2 separate regions of the Anas platyrhynchos genome follow, and region 1 is linked to region 2. The links are chromatin contacts, called in public Hi-C maps. All regions are on one chromosome and are shown on one strand. Each heading gives the region's core, a stretch centred on a gene start, on an enhancer-like site or on the middle of the called end of the contact. The rest is flanking DNA. Distances are from core to core; before and after follow the strand shown. Region 1 overlaps UST (uronyl 2-sulfotransferase). Region 2 holds the start of UST (uronyl 2-sulfotransferase).

Region 1 (6,051 bases), core at 794-3,293, 91 kb after region 2:
AGGCATGTTATCTTCACCACTCTTTCAGTAAGCTTCAAGGTCACCGCACATTTTTGTTTGAGTGCTTTCAGGATCTGAAGGGATTGCTGTAAGCAGTTCAGAGCCTAGCACTGGCTACTAGAGAAGTAGATAAAACAGAGCAGAGGCCTGCAAAAAGGGAGTCTGCTTCGCCTCCAGTTATTGGTGCCTTGCAGCTTCCCAAACAGTAGTAGGAAAAATAAACTTGCTTTTTGTTTAATGTCCCTGATGTGAATAACAGCAATGACAGACCGTTTGGATTTTCCTCCTTCGCATCCCGCACCTGCTTATAAACCTGTCAGCACTTAAAGCTCTCTGAATATTCAGAAAAGCATTGTGGCATTTACTTATGCTGTTTAGTTTGTTTCCAACTGGCGAGGGGAAAAAAAAAAAAAAAAAGGCCTATATCACTTACATCTTCTTTCCAGAAAAAATCTCCAGTGGAAGTGAGCTAAGGCTTAGGTCACCGGTGAATTTGAGCACATGCATGTTTCAGAGGCACTGTTAGTTCTGCTGAATAAAGTTCTGAAAATTTGAAAATCCCATCCCAACCTGAACACTTGCCAGGGACATTTTCCTCTCTTTTTGAACAATTTAAGAGTGTCTGCTGGTTCAGCTGCAGTCATGAATCTTCATTTACTTTCCTACATTCTTGACTTTCTTTAGTTCAGTACTATCTTTTCTCAATCCAAAAGAGTGCAAAGAGGCAGACAAAAAGTTAAATCTTAAAACATTAAAGCAAATCTTCATGTGAACTTTTACTGACAGAAATCTAATTAATTGCAGCTTCAAACAGAAGACAAAAAACTAGATTTCTTGCTGTTTTCTAATGTGAGGGAATTTATGTGTAGCACATGTCACAGACCAGTTAAGGAAAAACTTTATTCACAGAGTTTCCCAGCTTGTGTTTCCAGTCTGCCTTGTGTCTGTCCAGCTTTAGGAGACATCCCCGTGCCTCAGATGGGTGGCTGCTCCATCCAGTCCATTTTGGGACTATTTATTTTTGGGGAAATGGTGCTGTTTATTGAATCCTCCTTTGCTTGTGATTCTTGGATGAGGCTTTTCATTAATGACCATTGTCTTGCTCAGGTAATTTTAAATGCTGGACCGGCTTCTACATGGCTTCTTCTGATAACCCTACTTTGAAATGTTGTTATCTGCAGAGATAAATGTTTGGATGCCTTTTGGTTTTATACTGGCTGTTGCTGTTTAAAAAGAAAAACATTAAGAACAAAAACAAAAAAAAAATCTTATGTACCCAAGGAAGGTAGAAGTTGTCCATAATAACCTGTGCTAAAGCCCACAATGCACAAGGCAGAAGCACCCATCACCACTTACAAGGATCTCAAGAATTCCAAAGGTTTGTATCCGTGCATGGATGTCTGCCTGAAAACGACACGTGGCAGGATCAGGATGACAGCTGTCATTTAGCTTTGTCATATGCCAATTCTTTTTCAGTATCAATACTGCATCTATTTAAAAAGAACCGTGGGAACAATTCCATTATTAAAAGTACTGTGGGTTTTGTGGCATCTTTCATAAGGTCTCTTACATGTCTCTTTCTGAACTGAATTTTCTACAATAATATTGCTGTGAAAAGCTTCTGAAATGTTAATCAGAAGCACATACATAATAATGTATATGCTCAAGGTAGGTACAGATTTATATGCTGCTGCTACATTTGCTGAGATGGCAGGTGTTATTAGTAGATGCAAGTAGCATAGTGTTAGGCTGTAGAAGCTTTGAAAAACTGGAATAACTTGCAGAAACATAAAAAGCTATTTCATATTTCAAGTTCACTGTGTTTTATCATAGATACCCCTTGTCAACTATTTATTTAGCCTGTGAAAAATTAAGTGGGAAGAAGCTTCAAGTTTGTGGAAAAGCCCCGCTTGAACTCTTCTGATGAATTAAGTAACTATAACAGTCTTTTGGCAACCATTCAAGATCATTGGAGTGTGCTCCAAGTGTCACAGATTTCAGAGAAGCAGAAGAACATTTGCAGGAATGCATATAGGGGCAGCGAGGCCAAGGCTTTGGTTCAGGATGAGTCAGGGATCGGGAGAGTTGCACAACTCCCAGTCTGGATGTGGTAAGGCAGATTTCTTCCCTCCAACACCTAATCACAGTAGGTGTTTTTATATCTTCGGAACATGCACTTACAGCCCCCGGTTCAAGCAGAGCTGGAAGCCTGCCTGCTCCCTCCTGTCTCAGGGTAAATGAACATTACACAGGAATGTGTTAAAGTCTAAAGGCGTGCCTCTGTCAGTGACTGGTAAGTGATTTTTGCTTGCATAAAGGCTGGCTGGCTAGGTCAGGGTAAAGTCATAGGTGGGAGAAGCATTAAAAAGACCACCCAGAGAGAGAAACAGGCTTTTTCAGGTTTCACCGAAGCAATGAATTCTTTACGTACTGTAGGAGGAGTCATATGCCACTGGAGTAATCTCCTTTAAAATGTCTTATGATGTGGTAAATAGATGCAAAGAGATGAAGCGTGAACTCAATTTAATCTCACGTTTTAATTAGCCCTTAAATTTCAGTATATCTTATTTGTCTGAGAAGCCGGAATGAATTAACGGCCAGCAGCAGATGCAAGGAATCGGCCTTTCTGCACTGTTGGGCTGCTGCCCCATTCTTCTCTTCAGTTGCAGTTTAATACCTGCGGTGTGCCTGCATTTGGTGTCTGTGTGCCTGTGCTTGACAGGAGAGGACAGTGTGTTCCTTTTAGCACAGTTTTCTAAATTCTAAAGGCTCATGCAGCTGTTCCAGCTGTTCCGCCTCTCTTTCCATTTTCCCCCCACACCTCATTCCTAAATAACTTCTGAACCCGTTGGACAGTTTCAAATACAATTTGTAAGGCCAGTAGAAAATCCAGAAACAACCACGTTGCTGCAGGTGCCTCCGCCGAAAAGAAAGCCAAGCAAGACGGAGCTGCCAGGCTTCTGCTGGGCCACAGCCAGCGGCCACCACCCTCTGCCCTGCTTGAATGCCAGCCCCAGCTCTGCTGTGTCTTTCCTGCTTGGTGCACGAGGGGGACAGGTTTGGAGGAGGAGAGAAAAATCTGTTAGGTTTTCTGCTCCTGAGGGTACTTGCCTTGAGTCCCTGGCATCAACATAAGAAATATTTCTGGTTTTCTGTTATTCATTAGTAAAGTTAATGTGCAAAGCCCTTGTTTTTCTTGAAAAAAAATCTTTTTTTTTTTTTGGTAAACAGTCTGTATCAGCATTACTGATTTTTGTATTACTTTTTTTAAATAGACACAGAGGCCAACACTAACTGATAAAAATCAGTCTGTTGTAGGGACAGACACAGTCACATGCAGTAGTGCTGATGAGTTTACACCCTTTGCTTCAACTCAGACCCAAGTTCTGAATTATGGGTACCAGTACATCACGTGCTATATGAAGCAGATACAGGCACAGAGAGATTCAGTATGGATAAGTGCAAAATTGTGCTTGATTTCTGAATATTGTTCAGTTGTTGTTGTTCTTTGGCAGTTGTGTTTCTTCTGATGCAGAAAATAACAGTTCAACACAGCACTTTTACATTACAGCATTCCTTGTTCTTGGGCTCTGTAAAATGTGTCCATAGCCAAAAAACAAAAAGGAGGTAACTCTTGGAAAAGTAACTTGCCTATACGTCATGCGAATCAGCTGCATGTTTGAAAGCAGGGGCACTCTGCATTGATTGGAAGCTTGGCTTTTGAAAGCCTTGCATGTTAGATTTTGATTGTTCATAAGGGTTGTATGATAAAATGATACAATTTAAAAATTATTCCCATTTTCAAAAAGCTTTGCCACGGCTTAACCTGCACATGTGTCTTCGACCTGTCAATTTGGAAATATAATTTAAGTTTTAAATGTTTTATAGACTGCTAAGACGTCTGTAAAACAGCGGTGATTCTGTGATGCTGCTTTCTTTGACTTAAAACAGAGCCATGGAATATTTGTCATAACCCTCCCATTTATTAACAACTTGAGAATTCTTGTTTCTCCAAATTCTCCAGAGCAAGTAATACCACACAGAATGCAGATGTTTTGCAGAACATGCCTGTTATGTGTTTTAACTGTACTCAACTAGCTTTTGAGAAAAATGTTCAGGGCAAATCTGTGGAGTTGGCCTAAGAAGATGCAGAATGTCCACGCCCCTTCAAATACAAACTATAGTATACTCTGCATTAAATGCAGTAAATCAGTCAGCTTGCACCCATTTTGTGCAGTTCACTGGTAGGAGGGATCGGGCTTTTGAAATACCTCCTTGAAATGACATCTTGAAACAATGATTGCAGCCTAAGTTTACCTACTAAAGTAGTTTCATGTTGTGGATTTTCTCTCCTTTAAAAAAAAAGAGAATGTCATTAAAAATATGCTAAGAAAAAAAAATATTAACCTTTGGGTAAGCCCTTAAAAGTAGGGAAATGTCAGCTAAACCTATGTGCCCGGCTTTAACACTATGTCTTTATGTGTGTTCATTATAATCTATATTTTTTGCTAACACATCATGAAACACTTTCTACCATCATGTGAGGTCCGCCTTGTAAAGTACACATTTCATGAATGGCCACATGGTGCTGTAATCCCTCCTACTAAATTTTTTTCTTTTTTTATACTAATTTTTTTTAATGATGTGACAGTGTAATGATGTTTTTAACTGTGACTTGATGGAAGGCTAAGCACAAATCTAATGTGGAGTTTGACCTTTGTATGATCTAAGAGTTTGGGGGTTTTGTGGTTGTTTTTTTGTTGTTGTTTGAAAACATTGCCCTGTAGTGAACTTTTTCACAGTTTTTTAGATTATCTGCTTTAAAATTTATTTCCATAGATTTCCCATGTTCTTCACATAGTAGACTTTTCAGCTTTCATTTAGCAGGTAATACAATATTCACTGAATAGAAATCATTACTTGAAATTTAGTTACCATGGACTTGAAGGCCAGTGGGATTAGTCAAAATGCTTAAATTGTCATTTTTTACTGTTGTTTTAGTTTGTGTGCTCATATTTGCACTGTAGATTATATTACCAACCTTGGAGTACATTAACTTGAGAAAGATGTTCATTAATCAGTAAGAGTCCAAAAACAAGTAAAGGAAAAGATCAGAGAGAAAAAAGTGACCTGTGACAAAAGACTGAAAGGGCAGAGAAAGAAACAAGAGAGAAGATTGGGAAAGAGGGGACTGTGATAAGGTAAAGGAAATACACTGTTCTTTGAAAGTAATGATATCAGAAGTGGTGGTCTTAAATTGCATCAGCAGAGTTCTAGATTGGACATCTGAGAAAATGTGTGAACAAAGACGACAGCAAAGCAACAAAATGCAGTATACTCATGGATGTTGGAGTTGGTAGTGATAACTGCATAGCTGATTCTGCCTTGGGGCAGAAAGTTGGATTGCGGCAATCAAGTCATTTCTGTAGTCCTCCTCACCCTTGCACAACACCTTATACAGACTGTTTAAACCTTGATTCAAAATTACCAATAATGGAGAATCTGCTATCCTTGGTAAATTCTTCTGATATTGAATTGTCCTCTGATTCTAAATTTTGAGTTGTTTTTCCTCATAATTTTTTTTCTGAGAAAGCCAGTTGACTCCTTTTTATTGGATCTCAGAATCCATTTGCCCTACTACTTGAAGGCTCCTTTTATCTGATTTTTCTCCTATGTTATCTTTCATGTGTAGGTTCTTATGCTGTGGTAAAGTCACCTCCCAGGCTTCTCAGGTGTTTTTATTTTCCTTTTTGTTCTGTTTTTAAGGTGAAGTCTCTGCCCTTCTTGACATTTTTTTCATTGCAAGGTATTTTTTCAGCACTGTGACTCTGCTCTGAACGTTGTGCGTGCTTTGTTTGAAAAGGACTCAGAGCACAGTTAGTGCTTGTGTTGGTGCTGTGGCAGGTCTTTGCTCTTCTCCACTCGTGCATCATAGAAGAAGGGAAACGAGGATCATTTTGGCCTAGAAAATCTCACACTGCTGAGTGCAGGCATGCTGGTCCTTATAAAAATGGTTCTTTTCCTGTGAGTGTCCTCTGCTCCTGGTTCTAG
Region 2 (5,841 bases), core at 1,902-4,401:
ACACGACCTCCTTGTGCTCATCTCGCTCACTGAGCTAATTTCTGAGTGGGGGTTATGAGTTTGCTCAGCAGTCTCTAGTGTAGCACTGAGGTAGACCCACCTGGGAATTCTTGGCAGCAATATTCTCTGCCACTTTGATTGTTCTGAGCGTCCTCCTCCAGCCCCAGGGAGCCAGCTCTGAGCTCGCAGTGTCCTTCTTGCTGGAATCATCACAGCCAGGAGAGGGATTCAGCCAGAGCAAAGCTGAGCAAAAAGCTGGACCTACTCTGGCTGAGGTCATGGAAGGAAACACACTTGGACAAAGATCCTGGAGCTGAGGCTAGGTCTAGGAGAGGAGGAAAAAAAAGGAGCGGGACAAGGTCAAGACAGGCAAGGAGCATGAAGACTGCTGCAGTCTGAAACTTATCTGAAATACTGCTCTGAAAGTTATCGGTGGTGTGCCTGCCAGCACCACAGCACTCCTATATGGTGTTGAGCAGATTGCTTGAACTGAGTGGCCACTGAGTGGTTGTTTTATGCCTGGTGTTCAGTCTGAGAGCCTGGGCTCTGATTTGTAGAAGTCGTTATCATTCACAGCTGTGTCTAAAGTCCATGGGAGCTATGCTGTCAATGTACAGAGTGCTTCATAATGCTAAGTATTTTGCTAAGGCAAACCCCTATCATCTCAAGCCTGGCAATCAAAATTAATAGACATGTTTAACCTTAATCTCTCTGTGTCCCGTTTGCACAATCAGTAAAATGGTGATATTAGCTGCATCACACGGAAGTAATTCAGAAACATTCCTCATATGCTCAAGGTACCGTAACAATGAATGCTGTGGAAAAGCCTATTACGACATTAATAATTCCATATTACAGGCAGGATTTAGATAGCTTTAAACAAAGCCTGAGGACATATGTTGAACAAAGAGATTAAAAATAAACCAAAAATCTGCGTGTTCAATGATCAGTGACTGTCGCAGACACCATACGAGGCAGCAGTCCTGGGAGCAAACAATATAATCATACAATTAACGGCTGAATTGCAACTTGTATCCTCTACAAGTTAAAACAAGTTTGTCTGAAAAATTTTACCTTTGGATTTTCTTCAAGTGTTGACACTTGGCTTTTCAACCATATCATTCCTTTAATGTGGGTTTTCATTCTTCTGCATGTGTGTGTTTGAATGCAAAAATCCTGCTAAGGATATGTTTTCATTGCTTTATGCTGTGCATGCAAAATCATACTATTTTTATTAAAGTCAATAAGTAGCAGGGGAATTAAAAATAGGGAGACAGTTACACTACATCAAGCTATAACGAAGTAAACAATATTTATTTTTCCTACTTGTTGTCCTACTTTAATTTTAGGCATTTTAATTGATAGAATAACAGAGGTGTGATAGTTCATACATATGAAAGGAATAATTTCTCTTCTTCCTCTTAAGAGAATTTTTTACCTGTCAATGGAAAGAGCACTCTTAATAAAACACTCTCTTCCCAATGATAGATCTGCTTTTCAATTTTTTTTTCACAATCTCTTCCTAGAGATCAAAGACATTCTTTGCAACTAGAAAAATAAAGATTTATTGATTCACCTTACAGATGTTGTCTGTCTTCTTGTCAAAGCATCCATTTTTCTCAAACGTTCAATGTAAATGCTTACTGGTTTCTCATTTGCAACACTAACTAGCACTGCGACATGAATCTGCAGTGTGGTTGTTGCAAGCTGTCTGGTAGACAATTTAAGTGTTCAAAGCAATATAAAACAATGCAAGACATCCACGGCAGCAGAGCAGGTTAAGTAAGCCCCTCACACTCTGTGTTTCAAACTGACATTCACGAGTATCACTAAGTGGTAATCTAACCATGCAAATACACTTAAGACTGTATCTGCTGAATATTACTGGGGATTTCTGTTTAAAGCAACCTATAGTCCTAAAGATTGACCTTTTATGTCACTTTTGGTGCTTGAGCACTAGCCTGAAGTGGAACTGTTATATTTTATCATTTTTGTTTTCTCCTTCTTGGAAGTGAGGTGTCATTGTTCCTAACTTTGTTTTTGTTTGGGTTTAGTGTGGATTTTGAAGGATCTGTGCAGTGATGCCATAGACTGTAACTAAACCAAATAGATTCCCCTCCAAATCCTCTAAGGTCTGATCTTTCAGCCACTATGGGGATATTGTTTATCAATGAATCCAAGGGGATTGCTCACTAGTTGTTTATTTTCAGGTTCTGGCTCTGGTCCTGTCCACATCACCAAGGTTAATTTCCCTGTTTCAGCAGGTGCCCTTTACTGCTGGAAACCAGCAACAAATCTAAAAAGGTAGGTGGGATTCAGGCATTTACACATGCCTTTCAATGTCAGTGGCAAAAACGCCTGAATCCAGCCTACTGAGCAGAATTTGCAGCTGCGAGTGCTAAAGGACTATGAGTCAGCCCCCCTCAATCAGGATGCATTTTTTAAGCCTAAAAAGGAAAAGGGTGATTGCATCTTGGTTTCTGACCTGGCGAGTTGCACTTGGGTCATGATTTCCTACTTTTCTCCCAAACCACAGAGGACAGAACTTGCTGTTGGCTAAAAGCAAAAGAAGGCTCTCGTGGGATCGCGTGAAGGGCTGGAAGCCCTCCCCATCTAGCCAGGTCCATAAAATGAGACTGTGGGCTGGCAGCGCTGTACCAGGCCTCCTCCCTCCATTGTAGTGGTGGCAGTGCGGCCACAGGATGCACCGAAATGCATCGCAGCTGCAGACAGTGCCTGGGGCCACGAACAGTCCCAAAAGAGATGTATGAAGAGGATGATGGCATTAAGCAACCCAGCACGAAGCGAGAACCCTTCACCCTCGTTGTGTGAAGCAGCTTTGCGGGCACGACCAAGTCATGAGGGATCACACTGCGAGCCATGTGCGGCCGGGGGTCACGCTGGGCTTTCGTGATCCCCGGGGCCCGTCGCAAGGCGGCGAGAGGGGCGCTCCCCTCGCCTCAGTCAGCTCGGCCGTGGGGGCGAGGGGGCAGCCCCGCGACCCCCGCCCGGGGCAGGTGCCTCAGGATGCGCCGGGCCCGTGGAGGCGGCGCCCGACGGCGCCCGCAGGGGTCGCTCGCGGGGAGGCGACGGCGGGGACCGGGGCCGGGCCGGGCAGGGGTGGGCGGGCGGCGGGGGCCGTGCCGGGGGCGGCGGGGCCGGGGCGGGGGCCGGGCGGCGCGCAGGGCTCGGCGGCGGAGCGGCGGCTGTAACTCGACACCGGGGCCAGAGGCCGAGCGGAGCTTCGGCGGCGGCGGCAGCAGCAGCAAGAGGAGGAGGAGGAGGAGGAGAGGAGCCCCGGGAGCGGGATGGTGGCCACCTCCTTCCCCTCCCCTTAGCCGCCGCGCCGGGTTCTGCCGGGGGCGGCGGGCGATGGGCACGGGACGGGCGCCCTGAGCCGCCGGCAACTTTCCCCGCCGCGGGCAGCCGGAGCCGAGCAGGCGGATGGAGGATGCGCCTTCCCCGGCGGGCTGCGTGAGCCGGCGGCGGCCGAGGGGAGGAGGATGAAGAAGAAGCAGCAGCAGCAGCAGCACGGCGGCGCCGGGGGCTGCCCGGACACCCGGCCCCCCGCGGCGGCGGCGGCGGCGGCCGGAGGGGGCCCGGGCCCGGGCGGGGGCTGGAGGCGGCGGCGGCCGCTGTCGCTGCTGCCCTTCCTCTCGCTGCGCGATTACGGCTTCTGCATGGCCGCCCTGCTGCTCTTCTGCCTGGGCTCCCTCTTCTACCAGCTCAACGGGGGGCCCCCGCACTTTCTGCTGGACCTGCGGCACTATCTGGGTAAGCGCGGCCGGGCGCGCCGGGGACTTGTTGCGCCTCGGGGATGGGATGGGGGCAGAGCCGCAGCCCCGCAGCGATTCGGGTTGCGGTGCCCCCCGTGGCTGCCCCGCTAGCGGAGGAGCCGGGGGGAGCGGGGAGCACCGCGGGGTTGTGCAAGTGCCGCGCCGCGGCGGGGCTGAGCCGCACGGGGAAGGAGAGCGGAGGGCTTCGCCTCACGGGGAGGTTGCTGCGGAGTCGTTTCGGTACCGGCTTTTACCACCTCAGCTCCTCGTGGCTGCGAAGGCAAGCTGTCAGCGTTAAGCACTGCAAAAGGGCAACCCGTAAGAGACAGCAGCACTAGGTTGCAAAGTAGAGCGCAGTACTTGTGGCTCAGAAAAATAAGCTGAAAGCTGTATGCGTGCGTATGTGTTTTGTGAACATCCTAGGAGTACGTCTCAGTGTGTTACTTTTCTTTAAAGGAAAGCTATCCCGTATCCTCAGCTAAAAGGTAACAGGACAAAGCCGGGCTCTTCTGGAAGGCGCACAGCAGTGGGACAAGAGGCAACAGGCAAAGTTGCAGCAAGGGAAGTGCCAATGAGATGTTAGGGAAAGAAATTTCAACACGAGGGTGGGCAGATGTCAGAACAGGCTACCCAGAGAGGTCCAGCTGTCCTTGCAGGCACTCAGAGCTCAGCTGGACAAGGTTCAGAGCAGCCCACTGCGAGTTGTCCCTGTTTTGTGGGGTGGGGGAGAGGACCAGGTGGACAGAAATCCTGCCCGGTTCATAGTCTGAGTCTACTGTACCTGGAGAAAAAGGTCAATGAAAATTCAAGTGAGAACAGAAGAAGAAACTCTTTGAACGTTACTTCACAAATGCACCAGCATATTGCCTTTGCCAAAGGATTGCCAATTGGATTTTACTGACTCTTTTTCTTCATGTAATGTTAATTATTAAGATATTCCTCCACTGAAGAGGAAACGGACAAGTTTTCCACCAAGGCAGAAGCAGGTTTTGCTTACAACTGATTGACTTTTTAATTGGATCAAGTACAGATATCTCTGTTTCAAAGCAAAGTTCGTGCCAATTTTTTAATTTTAATCTTCACTAAGGATGAGTCTTGCTTGGCGTGTGTGAATAGAGAATAGGGAATAGATAGAGGTACACGGGGTTAGACAGTATCTCATTTTATGGCCTTTTGACTGCTCTTGAGGGATCCAGGAAATAAAACTGGGTTCGGATGCTTGAACCACCATAGCTGTCTCTGCTGGAAAGTCTTCTGAGGCCTGGAGATGAAAAGCTTGGAAGACGCTGGATCTTGGTGAATGGGTGGTGATTGTTTTTGTGAGGTGCTCAGCAGGTGCCAAGGAGCCTTTGTTGTACTCGCCAAAACGTGATGAGCTCCTGGGGAAGGAGTGCGGTGTTCTTTGAAAACGGGGGTGGTTGTTTTTGTTGTGTGGTCACTTTTTTTTTTTTTTTTTTAATGTTGGCTTCCCTCAGGAGGAAAGTGGACAGATCTATTCATATCTCACCATTAGCGAACTTCTGCACTTGTTAGCCTAGGAGTTTCTTCCTTGTGCCCAGGTCAGCTGGGACATTGCGGATGAGGACTTGTCTCATGCCCTGCAGCAGGCTGGTGCCTGGGTCTGAAGCAGGGTCCTTGCGGCCCGAGCCCTGGTACCCAACAAGCAAACTGCACCACTGCCACTGCTGGTGAATGGAGCTTGTTCTGCCTCAACGTAAATGTGCTTGTTTGAATGCTATTTTCTACAGGTATTTTACCCTTGCTGGTGTACAGTGCCATTTGGGCTGTCACCCTATGGATGACATTGTTAAAGAGTTTTTATATATCTAGTGTACATTTTCCAAGACCAGTGCCGTACTCCTTGATTTGTCCAACTGGTAAGGTTTGCAAATTGTGAACACTTTTTTGTAACCAGGTAGTCTTGTTGCCTTCCAGGGGACTGAGAAGTGTTTGGAGGAATAGGCAGTGGACACCTGGCCATGCTAATGACCAAAGCCCTACATATGTGCATGGTGCTTTGTAAAACAGCTTGACTAGTCAAGTCTCATGACGTTAAAGAAAATCA

Evidence for each region. Hi-C and Micro-C count contacts between places; a contact is called where the count stands out from the background.
Region 1: a Hi-C map of skeletal muscle shows a contact between it and region 2, with 2.2 times the contacts expected there. The contact joins the enhancer-like site here to the promoter of UST in region 2. A contact is called at or near these places in 2 of 8 Hi-C or Micro-C datasets (skeletal muscle and subcutaneous adipose tissue).

What each region holds. Positions count from the first base shown.
Region 1 is chr3:53,034,353-53,040,403 of IASCAAS_PekinDuck_T2T, forward strand. All of the region lies in intron 4 of UST (uronyl 2-sulfotransferase), which reads left to right. Among named protein-coding and RNA genes, the nearest start is that of UST, 92 kb to the left of the region's middle. Within about 2 kb of position 2,044, at least 4 of the 8 cell types and tissues checked have an H3K27ac peak or open chromatin away from gene starts, as enhancers often do. A contact at or near this core is called in subcutaneous adipose tissue, where this site is marked.
Region 2 is chr3:52,942,660-52,948,500 of IASCAAS_PekinDuck_T2T, forward strand. It overlaps UST (uronyl 2-sulfotransferase), which reads left to right and starts at 3,152. Exons shown (of 10, transcript XM_027454344.3): 1 at 3,152-3,774. The coding sequence starts at 3,504. LOC106016535 (a long non-coding RNA gene) reads left to right here and starts at 5,553. Exons shown (of 3, transcript XR_001189356.5): 1 at 5,553-5,841.